Linked DNA regions of Hordeum vulgare: regions 2 and 3 are each linked to region 1. Evidence: chromatin contacts called from public Hi-C data. All regions are on one chromosome and are shown on one strand. The core of a region is the stretch at or near the end of the contact, and the rest is flanking DNA. Distances in the headings are between cores, read along the strand shown. Region 1 holds the start of LOC123445491 (phytochromobilin:ferredoxin oxidoreductase, chloroplastic-like). Region 2 has its middle 43 kb from the start of LOC123445489. Region 3 holds the start of LOC123445490 (7-dehydrocholesterol reductase).

Region 1 (3,915 bases), core at 508-3,007:
CCTCATCAGAAACATGAGAAAACAGGAGCATGATACTTGAAACTGCATGGTTGACACAACATTTCAGAGATTTAACAAAGCAATCGTGAATACCTTATAGTAATCCGTCAAAGCTGAATACAGAACATGATGGTTTTGTTCAGTGGGCTCAAATATTGTCCAGATCACGATTGGAGAGAAGAATATCAGAGATTCGCTCGTAATCTTGCCACCCCATGGCAGAAGCTGCATTTTCTCTAAATAAAGATAACACTCTATGTATAAAGCTAATAGAAGAAGACTGGGGTAATGCATCTGGGTGAAGGATAAGATCCAAGTACCTCCCTATACTTCTCTATAAGAGGCATCAAATTCCTGTAGTATTTATCTTTGTAATCCTTGTTTTTAGTTATATTATATAGCGGATTGAGGTCCCTGCAAGTAATTCAAACAGTTTTTTCAAGCCATTATTCACATTCTAGTTTAAGCACAGTAATTGATCCTTGAATGGCATACATATCATGACACTTACAAGACAACAATACTCTGTGCAGGAGTAGTAAAAGCGTTGGCGCAAAATATTGGAAGATCGTATTCAGGTTCAGAGAAAGCAGCAAAGTCAAGAACCTGCATGAGCATATGCATTATAAGTAATGTTTTGGACAGAGATAAGAGATCTCGACAGAAAAACATTACCACTGATTTGACTGTACGATATTCATAGAACAAATTAGACCTGTAATACTATAAAACTTCAGATATAATCAGATAGAACAAACTAAAGCTGTAATGTTCAGATATAACCAGCTTGACATGTAAACCTATCTTTCAGCTCATGGCCTTTCAGAGTTTCAGGATAGTTGTTGGATGGTTTTGGTCAAGGAAACTTTGGACTCGGAGATGGAAGTACCTGAACAGAGTTTTTCTTTTCGACCGTCAAGCTGCGAAGCAGTCTGATCTTGGGGCCGCTGAATGAGAGAGCGTCCAGCACAGTAGCATCATCGTTGGCTCGTATGAGCCTGAACTTTTCCTGGAAGCATGACACATGACAAAATCATCTTCTGTAATGAGAGATATGACCGGCGTCAGCTGATATTGTTACAAGTTGACCTACACTTTCAGACATTCTAGATGGACAACTGCATAAAAAAATGCCTATACCAGACTCGGGGACTGACCCTCAACACCTTAACTGCAGTCAATAATTATCAGTACATCTGAAGAAATAAGGCTCGTGCGTGCTTGGTTGGGGTCATTGTTTACAGGAGATCCGTTCAGACTCCACCCCAGGGCGTCAGACAAAGACCAAGCACCGAAATTCAGCTGGCACTAGCGCGACATCACATCACAACACTGCTGATTTTGCTTCTCTGTTTTGGACTGGATTTTCAATTAGCAGGCGCATCTGAAGTTCTGAACTCGTGGACCTGCCTCACGGGCTAGCATCGACACCAACACCCAGTTTGACAGCTTCGCTAGCCACCTCGAGCAGGCAGAGCATGCTCGCCGGCGCAGCGTGAGCCGAACCAGGACATTGCAAGGTCGCAAGGAAAGAGGAACATGGAGCTGAGCAAGGCGAGCAAATGGAAGCGGTAGGACATGAACCTACCTGCGAGGGGTGCGGCGTGAGGGCGGTGCGGAGGCGGGTCAGCTCCAGCGCGGTGCGGACGAAGCTCTGGTACGACGAGCCGGCGCCCAGCACTCCGGCTCCGCCGCCGCCGCTCATCCTCTCTGCTGCTTCCCCTCCCCACCCAGCCCAGAGTTGGACACTCCGCTGCGGTGTGCGAGGGGGCTTAGATGAGAGGGCAGAGGCAAGGACACGTGGGATGGCTTCCCGTTCCATCCATCCAACCGACCAACAAACCCATACTGCACGCATCTTGATGTGATAATGCAGTTTCTTTTTTCCCCAAGAAGAAAGCAACTTGCAGAACTTGGCCACTTGGTCGGGCTACCATATCCCTATACGTTGTCGCAAAATTTCACACAACATCGGTTTATATTGTCGCAAAATTTCACACAACATCGGTTTATATTGTCGCAAAATTTTAACTCGAAATTCGAAACATTGTGCGAGGTAGGAAAAACACAAAGTAGACACTGAATAGTACGTACATATGTTGGATTTAGATTTGATCCATTATTACATTAATGTCGAATTTATCATTTTTTATCTCGTGCAATGCGTTTTGAATTTTGAGTTGAAATTTTATGACAACATAGATCGATGTCGTGTCAATGTACTACATTTTTTTTTTAGATTTTTTAAATATTTTTAACGTGATACGATGTCCGGTGTACCGATAGCACTACAAGCACAGATGCACCAGATACTTTCCCACTTGGTAGTGTGTCGTGTTATAAATAACACATAGCCCCCATTTCTAGACCCTAATTTGTAACAGGACAAAGCATCTTGGCCTCATGGTCATGCATGTTGACATTCCAAGAGGATCCTTGTTGCAAAAAGCGTTGAAGAGCTTGCAGAACTCGTTGTGTCGTGGCATCGATGAACGACATCGGAAGGAGGAGGAGGCAAGAGGGGGACAAGCTTGAAGAGCTTCGGGTAGTCGGGGGTAGCGATGACCGGTTCATGTGCCCCATCTCCGGTCTGGATTAGAGGAGGAGAGATCGGGGGAGACACTTGCGACAGCTCATGGCGGTACAAGAACGGGATGGTGAATGACGAAGGCTTGCTGCAAAGGGAGTACTAGGAGAGGGGAGGGGTAGTTAGAGGGGAGGGAAAGTCTCACGCCGATGAGATCCATCCTCGATAGGGGAAGGGAGGGCGGGGAGGAGGGGGGGGAGGGAGGAGGACAAAGAGGAAGGGGGGAAGCGGTGGGCGGCCCCATAGGGCACGTGACACACGAACGAGATGAACGCAATTTTGTTTTCAGTCAATTATAACATTCATATAAATAAACACACATTTCAATTATAACATTCATATAAATAAACACACATTTGAACATGTACAAAATATAGGACGTTCTTTTGTCCCTATAGTAAACAAAACAAAACGTATTACATTTTGGTACAAAAGGAAGTAGATCACATGGAGCGAAACCAAATCCTGCTTAGGAGTATTCTGCTTACGGAGAGCGCAGCTCCACCACCGGCCAGCAGGATGCTGCAACCACTACAACAATGTTATCTGCCCATTTCCTCGGAATATTCCCCGCTTTCCTCATCACTGGCTGTGCCATGTTCCATCGCTGCTTACACCATTACCATAGCATGCTAAACTCTGACGAATTATGCTCTGCGATCAGTGATTAAGAATGTCTTGGCACTGAAGAACATATATAATCCGAGCATGTTGGTCACTGGGTGGAAATATTCAGGTTCTGGACTCTTGGTTTAAAGAAGTGCAAGTGGTGCTTCTCCCGTGTTTGACTATTGCTCCACTACGCTCGGCTGGTTCGGCTGTAAGATACATATAGGAACAGATTAAACTTGTAGTATGATGAAAGTGTCTTTTGAGATATCTTTATATTACCCCCAAAACATTTTGATGTGTCAAATTTCAACATTCGTAAAGGTACCAACAGCCAAAGTTGATATTATTAAAAGAGACTTACACTTTCAGACATTACAGATGGACATTTGCATTCAAAAATGGCTACACGCAGGTGACAGGGGGTGATGTCTGAACCCTCAAGTAGTAGTCAATAATATAATGTTATTAATCGGTCGTTTGAGATAGCAGAATAACTATAACAGCATTCACATTCTAGACAAACCAAACCGAGCAACTAACCGAGAACCATACCCTAAAACTCATGTCAGAAACCAACTAACAGCAGCCACCTGATTAAAATCTGAAGAAATAAGTCTTGTGCTTACTTGCTGATGTGCAGTGTGTTGTTTTCTGAGCCTTTTTGTAATCGATGCCATTTACATTTTTCTGTTGGCTGTTGGAACTTAGCTTTCCTC
Region 2 (3,915 bases), core at 865-3,364, 260 kb before region 1:
TGAGCTAGGCGGCTTCTAACCAGCGAGCTATGGAAATCATTAATTGTAAAGTATATCTTTTAAAGATCACTCCCACCTATTCAGGATGTGACAAGTGGTGCACTGCATGCGTTTCATTTATCGCTACCTGAGAGTTTTCTCTTTTTCATAGATTCATATTTAAAAAATGTCTTATCTCTTAAATCGTGCGTCTAAATCTCAAACCATTTTCATTGTTGGATTTCTCGCGTTGAGATCTTCAAAACTAGATCCCATGTTGATAGGTTTTGACGATTTTTTTCATGTAAAAACCCGGACCAAAAAACCGTACCCCCCGCGATAGGAAAAACATAAAAATCGCGTTTTTTCGCATTTTTTTTCTTTGAGAGGCACGGTCATGCCTCTCACGAAGACAACACCGTGCCTCTCAGGGGAAAAAATTGTGTTTTTCCCTTTTCGAGAGGCACGACCATGCCCCTAACGAAGGCAAAACTGTGGCTCTCGTGGAAGCAAAAAACCATGCCTCTCGCGGAAGCAAAATCGTGCCTCCCGCCAAAATAATAATTTGAAAATTCTTTATTTTCGTTTCCAAGAGGCACGGCCATGCCTCTCGTGAAGGCAAATTTGTACCTTTCGTGGAAGCAAAACCATGACTCTCGCTAAAAACAAAAACATATTTTTTCACGCATTTTTTTGTCAAAAAGCTAAGAAAGACTGGTGAAAAACTGAAACACCAAAAAAGATCAAAAAAATAATAATCTAAAAAACCAAAAACGCGTGCGGAAAAGTTAAAGAAATAAAATCCAGAAAAAAACAATTAGAGCACGACACGTGGCGGCGGCTGAGAACACGTCATGTTGCGGTACATGGAAGTGCTTGCTGAGAGGCTTGTGAAGAAACGTTTGCTAACTAGTTACTCTCGGGAGCTGCGGGTTTCAAGTACGATGCGTTAACCACCAGGCCAATTCCTTAGGACGTGATTGATTCCCTTCTTTTTAGTTGATTTACTTACTGTTTTTCGAATTTGTTCTGTTTTTTTCTTTTTACATTTTTCTTTCTTATTTTTTACTCTTTTTAATAAATGATAAATGCGTGAATATTTTTTAATTTCGCTATTTTTCTCTATAAAAGCGATGAACTATCATTCGAATTTGATGAACTCCTTTTCAAATTGATGAACTATTTTTTTGAAATTCAATAAGCTTTTTTCAAATTTGACTATTTTGTTTTCAAAACCAATGAAGTTTTTCCGAAATTCCATGAATTATTATTGAAATCTGTGATCTTTTTTCATGGTTTTTAACCTTTTTGCAAAGTTGATGATTTTTTCCAAAAAGACTGAACTATTGTTCAAAATCCATGAACTTTTAATAAAATTGTGAACTTTTTTTCAGATCACCATGAACTTTTTATCCAAATTTATGAACCATTTTTTACAATCGTGATTTTTTTCATTTCAGAATTTTTTCTATATCATGATTTTTATTTTTTGTTGAAATTTTACATATTTGTTTTCTTTTTATAAAAGATAATCAGAGATGAAACAACCCTTGAGTGAGCGACCAGGGCATGGCAATCGATAAAGCCATCAAGCGCTTGCCACACGGCCTGGCTCATGAGCAGGCGACTTATTTGAATATCGATAAACATTTTTTAAATTTTAATGAACAATTTTTATGATTGACGAATTTTTTTGAATATCTGTAAACATTTGTGAACTTTGAACATCTTTTTGGAAATGGATGAAGTTTTTAATCTTTATGAAACATTTTTCAGTTCAATGAACTTTTTAAAAAATACATTGTTTTTTTTTAATTTTTGATAAACTTTTCTCACGTTTATTGAACTTTTAAAAAATTTAATGAACTTATTTTAAATTAGATGATTTTTTTTTTCATTTTCAATGAACTTTCTTTCATATTGATGAACGTTTTCAAAATTGACGAACCTTTTTTAAAGATATGAAATTTTTTCCAATGTATAAACCTTTATTGTTTAAATATGTAAATATTTTTGGATTATATACTTTTTTAGAAATAAAAAAAGAGAAAAAACTGGACATCATGCTAGTAGACGACCCATGCTAACAGCGCTGCAGGCGCCATATGGTTAACGGGCGCGTGCAAAGCAGCATAGGAGCTCCGGCCGAAATGTCGCTATAACACACACGGGAGGCAGCCATCGGCGCATTAGTGCGTCCCGGTTTTGGGAACGTACGCAGCGGTTCTCAGTCTGTTTTCCCAGTTTTAGGAAACTTTTAGAAGTTTCTCTGAAGCGTTTTTTTTATTTTCCTTTATTTTGTTTTTTGTTTTGTTTTTTCTATTCTGTTTTTATTGCAAAAAATGTTCGTATTTTCAAAAAGTTGTTCTTCAATTTGAAATATGTTTTTGTATTTATGGATTTTAAAGAAAAGTTCTAGATTTTGTATAAATGTTCTGGATTTCAAAAGCTTTTCTAGAATTTCAAATAATATTCTGCACTTTCAAAAAATTATCTTTAAATTCAAAAAATGTTTTTGCTTTTTAGGAAAATGTTTTGGATTTTTAATTTTTTTTCCGAATTTTCAAAGATAGTTCTTCAAATCCGAAATATGAATTCTATATGGGAATTTGAAAAATAAATCCTGTTTCGTAATTTTGCTCAAAAATATAAAAATATTCTGGAATTTAGAAAATTGTTCCTGTTTTGTAAATTTGTTCAACAATCCGTAACATATTTAAATTTTGCACTTTCTTCACATATTTGAAAAATGGTCTTATTTTATTTTTCTGTATTTTCTTTATTAATTTAAAATTTGTGCACAATTCAAAAAACGTTGATTGTTTTAGAATTTATGCACAATTCAAAAAATGTGCATAGTGTCAAAATTTGTTCAAAATGAAAAAAAAATCATGTTTCAAATTTTGTTCACAATTGGGAAAAATTCGTGGTAGCCATCCCCGCGCTCGCCATCTGCCACTCATACTCGTTGGCCACCTGTGCAAATAGTGCTCAACCTTAGGAGTGCGAAGTTTTGATGGACAGGTGCATTGGAGGACTTTATTTCAAAAGGTTCAAAAATGGTATTTCTATGTTAAAAAAAATCCAAAAATATATATGTGAAAACTTATACATATTTGCAGTGGATCTGTAAAATTTTGTTTCAAATTTTTTCCTTTTGCAAGCTGCACAAAAACAACAAAATTCCGGCCCAAGAACAACAAAAAAGGTCCCATTTTCATTTGTTTTTTGTATTTTTTTTGTATACGCCACGTATGGAAGTGTATTGTTATGAACTTTTTCCTCAACGTGTTATATATGTATAATTTTTCTATATTTTTTTGGTTATGTGGAAATATGTTATTTAAAGTCCATTTGCACTTTTCGTTAACCTTAGCCGCTTTGTGCATCTACAGTTGACAATCGGCAGCTCTCTCACCGGTCGGTTCTAGTCTGTGGTCACCGTGGATTGCGAGCATCTCCTGCATCACCGCCTTCGGTCCGTCGTCGTCCTTGCACCACCATGTCCAGCCATGGTTTTCACTTTCAGTGAGATTTTGTTCATGAATTTAATTTGTTTCATGTTTCCAAAAAAATTCAAAATTCGAAAAATGTTTGCAATTTAGAAATTTATGCATAGATTCAAATAATAGTCACAATTTAATAATTTTGTTCAAAAATTAGTAAATTATTCATGTTTCAAATTTGTTCATCTTTCAAATTTTGTTCACAATTTGAAAACTATTCGTGGTTTCAAAATATTTTTGCAGATTTTAAAAATGTTTATGATTTTATAAAAAAAATCACGAATTTAAAATGTGTTCATGTTTCAATATGTGTTCATAACTTAAAAAATGTTCAAGGTTACAATTTTTTTTCCTGAATTTTCAGCAAGTATTCGTCAAATCCGTTTTTTTTACTTCAAATTAGAAAAGAAAAGGAAAGAAGAAAGAGAAA
Region 3 (3,915 bases), core at 383-2,882, 140 kb before region 1:
AAAGGCTCCACTGTTTTTGCTCTATATGCAAGACAACTAATACCAACATGAACACAGAAGTTGGAAAGAGAAAAATATGGCATGCAAACATTTTACGAATCACAGGTATGACTTATAACATCTTTGAGAGAGAAGAAAAAGGGAGCCTGAAACGATTTCACAGATATCTGAAATGCATTTCCAGTCTTACTTGAACATTGTCAGGCACCATTGCATAGTTTATAGCGAACGTTTAACCAAGATATAAGCAACTCTGTATCATGTTCCAAACTCCTGGGTGCAATGTAGCAGCGCTCAAACACGCAGCTATACACTAAGGAGCCTTTTTCTGAAACTATCAAACAGTATATATAGTCTTCTGCATCAAAGCATGCAACATGTTCGTCAATCTCTGACTACTGCCGTAAGGGATCAAACTCCGAAAACTGAAAAAAAAAAGACCTGGGGCAACATACTGGCCCAAGTTTAGAGAGCCTGAGTGCCTGGGCATGCGAGGTTAGTGATAACTCCTATTTTGGTACATTTAACGGATATGGACAGCATGAAAGCCGCATGGAACCGAGTCTAACAATTTTGGGTTAACTATTTTTGGACAAGCAACAGACAAGGAAATGTAGGTAAATTTATGCCTATGTCCAAAACCAGTAGCTATCATAATTGTTTTTCCTCATAGCGCTGCCAGAAACATCAAATGGCCAATGCAAGTGCACACAAGTAGACAAGTCATTCAATTGTTCAAGGAAGAAACCACCAAAATGACAAGCGATGCAGTTCGAAGGCAATCAGTAGGTGAGTCCAGTCCGCGCGAGAAAATTAGGTAGCCTTACCACCAGAGGCTTAGGTAGGTGAGCAAAGTCACTGCATATGCTAGTAAACCATTTGCCTGAGACAAAAGAAGAAAGCATGAGCTGCAGGTATCTGTCTGATATATCACCAGAAATGTCTGGTTGACTCCCAGGAATGAAGCACGGGCACGGACCTTGTAGACGGGCACATTGCCGGAGGGCGAGATGGGCCCCTCGAAGCGCTTCCCAGGGAGGAGCAGCTGCAGGGCGGCCTCGAAGAGAGCGAAGCCGAGGATGATCTTCCCGGCGACGAGGGTGGGCGCGGGCCAGATGGCCTTGAGCCCCTCCAGGATCCCGTGGTCGCGGAGGTGCTCGTAGATCTGCAGCACCGATCCGTCCGCGTGCACCATGGTGTACCACCTGCCAGGAGCAAGAGCGAGCGACAGAGAGAGAGAGAGAGAGAGATTCAGGACGCATGCTCTAGCAGGTCATCTGTTCTTCCAGCAGAAATCTCTGGCCGGGCAGCGGAGCAGAGCGTAGATTCGGGCGGAGGGACCGAGGGGGCGGATCCAGGGAGGAGGAGGGGACTCACAGGAGGATGACGAAGGGCGGGCAGAGGGACAAGAGCGTGACCATGGAGGCGTAGGTTAACAACGGCGAGTGCGCCGTCTTGGACGGCTGGGGCGGCGGCGCCGCGGGGGCCGGCTTGGGCTGCTGCTGCTGCTTCCCCATGGCGCCTGGTCCTCTCGATCTCGCGCGCGCGTGGAGGGGGAGTGGACTGGGGTGCCGATTGTTTATTAAGGAGGATGTGTGGATCTGTGGCCACCGCCGCCGCCGTCGTCGTTGTCGTCGGGAGGAAAAAAAAAAGAATCTTTGCGTGTGCGTGCACTTCTTTAAAACGAGGACGGCGACGACGAGACTGTGGAGAGCGGCTCGGCCACGTCGAGGGGTTGCTCCTGGGCCGTCGGATCGCCCGGCGCGTCGGATTTTCGCCGTCCGGCCATTTTCGTACGGGTACTAGAGGCATATGCGGAGGTTAGAGCAACTCCAACGCAATGACCCAAACGGATACAGATTTTGTTCGTCTTTTGTTTGTTTGGATCACTTGTGGATACGACGGGCATCCAACGCGCGAACATAAAAGCGGACAGAGTGGACAACAGCTAGACCATGCGTCCCGCCTTCCCCGTGCCGCCCGGCACCTCCTCGTGACGCCCCTCCTCCTCCCTCGCGCCGCCGTGCCCTTACGCTCATTGAGATTCGGGACCCGAGCGACACAAGATCCGCCCTGCCACGCCTCCGCCAAAGATGTCTTCTTGTCGGCGTCACTTGTTCTGCAGCAACCAGCGGTTCGTCCCTCCTCGTCCCTCGCGCGGGGCCAGGAAGAAGGAGGACGTGAGGGCGCCCGACCGAAGCGGCGAGGAGGGCCTGGAGTGAGCGCGGCGGCGGCGGCCTGCGCAGGGGGGCTCGCCGATGAGCGCGGCGATAGAGATCCCCCTGGCGAGCGCGGCGGCGGCCTGCGCAGGGGGGCTCGTCGATGAGCGCGGCGACAAAGATCCCTCTGACGAGCGCGGCGGCGGCCTGCGTAGGGGGCTCACCGATGAGCGCGGCGACGGAGATCCCCCTAGCGAGCGCGGCGGCGGCCTGCGCAGGGGGGCTCGCCGATGAGGGCGACAACGGAGATCCCCCTGACGAGTGTGGTGGCGGTCTGCGCAGGAGGGGCTCGCCGGTGAGCGTGGCAACCCCCTGCGCATGTGGCCTCGCTCCTCCTCACAGTCGTTGTGGAGGTAGACGCCAGCTCGGGACGCAGTCACTGATAGGTGGGACCGGACACGAGCAGACCGTTGACGAGAGCGTCCGTTTCTGTCCGCTTCGTACCCATTTGTTCTCATATTTGCGTTAGATTTGGGTCAAGGCAGACAATAAACAGACAACATACGGACACGCGCATCCATTTAAGTTATCTCGTTGGATCAACTTTTTGTGTCTGGATGACCCGAAGGTAGCTGTGTTGGTTTGCTCTTATGAGCTGTAGCGTTAGGGACCATGAGTGACAGCCGCCACAAGACGTTCGCGTGGCCATTTCCCGCGGACGAAAAGGAAAAGGGTGGCGTGGCGTGTAATTAATTCATGTGCTCGACTGCTTGTGGAGCCGAGTGGTGTATAGCTCCTTGCTATACGTACACAAGTACGAGCCAGATCTCTTAGCTTGGTGGCTGGCCTGTGGAGATGGGGCCGTTTCGTGCCATGTGTCGGCTCCACATTCATTCTTAGGCTTGAGACATGGATAAGAAAATATTAAGAGCATCAACATCTGGATCTTACAAATCTCGCTCCTCGCGGACACTGATCGGTCACGCCTCAAATTTCTTTCTCCACATCCACGTATCCCATATCCGGCGCCCTATGTCCATACACCATTTTACACATGCACGTCGAAATAATTTACGTGATCTAACATCGCACAATAAAATCGGAAGCAAACGAACATAAGATTTGCGGCAAACGGATCACCCTGGGTGTTTGGGTACCCGAACCCGTTACCCGAATCCGAATCCGAACCGAATTATCCGAATGCCGGCATCCCGCGGTGGCGGCGCGCGAACTGCTCTACTCCCCCCCCCCCGTCCTAGTGTTCATTGCCTCTCACAAATGGGTGGCGCGCGCCTTCGATTCTGGAGTGCGCGTGTGGGTGCTAACTGGCAGCGCGGGCACTAGGCCCCTACGCCGCCCATGTGGAGCAGAGGCCGACGGGGGGAGGACACGGCACACTGCTGGTGCGGACTGTGCAGCCCTGCCAGAGTTGTGCGCGGACCAGGAGGGTCCAGCTCCGGCATCCGCACTCCACGGTCTTGGGAGCGGCGGTGTAGCTCCAGATTCGGAGCTGTCGTCGATCTCCTCCTTGAACAGCTCCAAGGTGATGCGGAGGGCTAGATCGTCGGAGCAGCTGCCGACACTCGACATTCTACTCGATGAGATCGGGCTTGGAGAGGGAGACGACGATACGGGGGAAGAGAGTGAGCTAGGGTTCAGAGCGAGGCGCCCGGAGTGGTTTTTTTGGGACAGTGGTGGGGTTTGTGGTGGGTCGGGCCTGTTAGGCGGGCGTGCTCGAGCGTGACCAGACCACTCC

The links. Hi-C and Micro-C count contacts between places; a contact is called where the count stands out from the background.
Region 2: a Hi-C map of leaf shows a contact between it and region 1, with 7 times the contacts expected there. The contact joins the enhancer-like site here to the promoter of LOC123445491 in region 1. A contact is called at or near these places in 2 of 6 Hi-C or Micro-C datasets (leaf and seedling).
Region 3: a contact with region 1 is called in a Hi-C map of leaf, with 3 times the contacts expected there. The contact joins the promoter of LOC123445490 here to the promoter of LOC123445491 in region 1. A contact is called at or near these places in 2 of 6 Hi-C or Micro-C datasets (leaf and seedling).

The regions. Positions count from the first base shown.
Region 1 is chr3H:596,665,922-596,669,836 of MorexV3_pseudomolecules_assembly, forward strand. LOC123445491 (phytochromobilin:ferredoxin oxidoreductase, chloroplastic-like) reads right to left here and starts at 1,758. Exons shown (of 8, transcript XM_045122483.1): 1 at 1,589-1,758; 2 at 890-1,009; 3 at 512-606; 4 at 321-414; 5 at 94-225. The coding sequence starts at 1,705.
Region 2 is chr3H:596,409,582-596,413,496 of MorexV3_pseudomolecules_assembly, forward strand. No RefSeq gene overlaps it. Among protein-coding and RNA genes, the nearest start is that of LOC123445489, 43 kb to the left of the region's middle. Within about 2 kb of position 2,115, at least 1 of the 3 cell types and tissues checked has open chromatin away from gene starts, as enhancers often do. A contact at or near this core is called in leaf, where this site is marked.
Region 3 is chr3H:596,527,990-596,531,904 of MorexV3_pseudomolecules_assembly, forward strand. LOC123445490 (7-dehydrocholesterol reductase) reads right to left here and starts at 1,633. Exons shown (of 14, transcript XM_045122482.1): 1 at 1,378-1,633; 2 at 980-1,205; 3 at 828-883. The coding sequence starts at 1,517.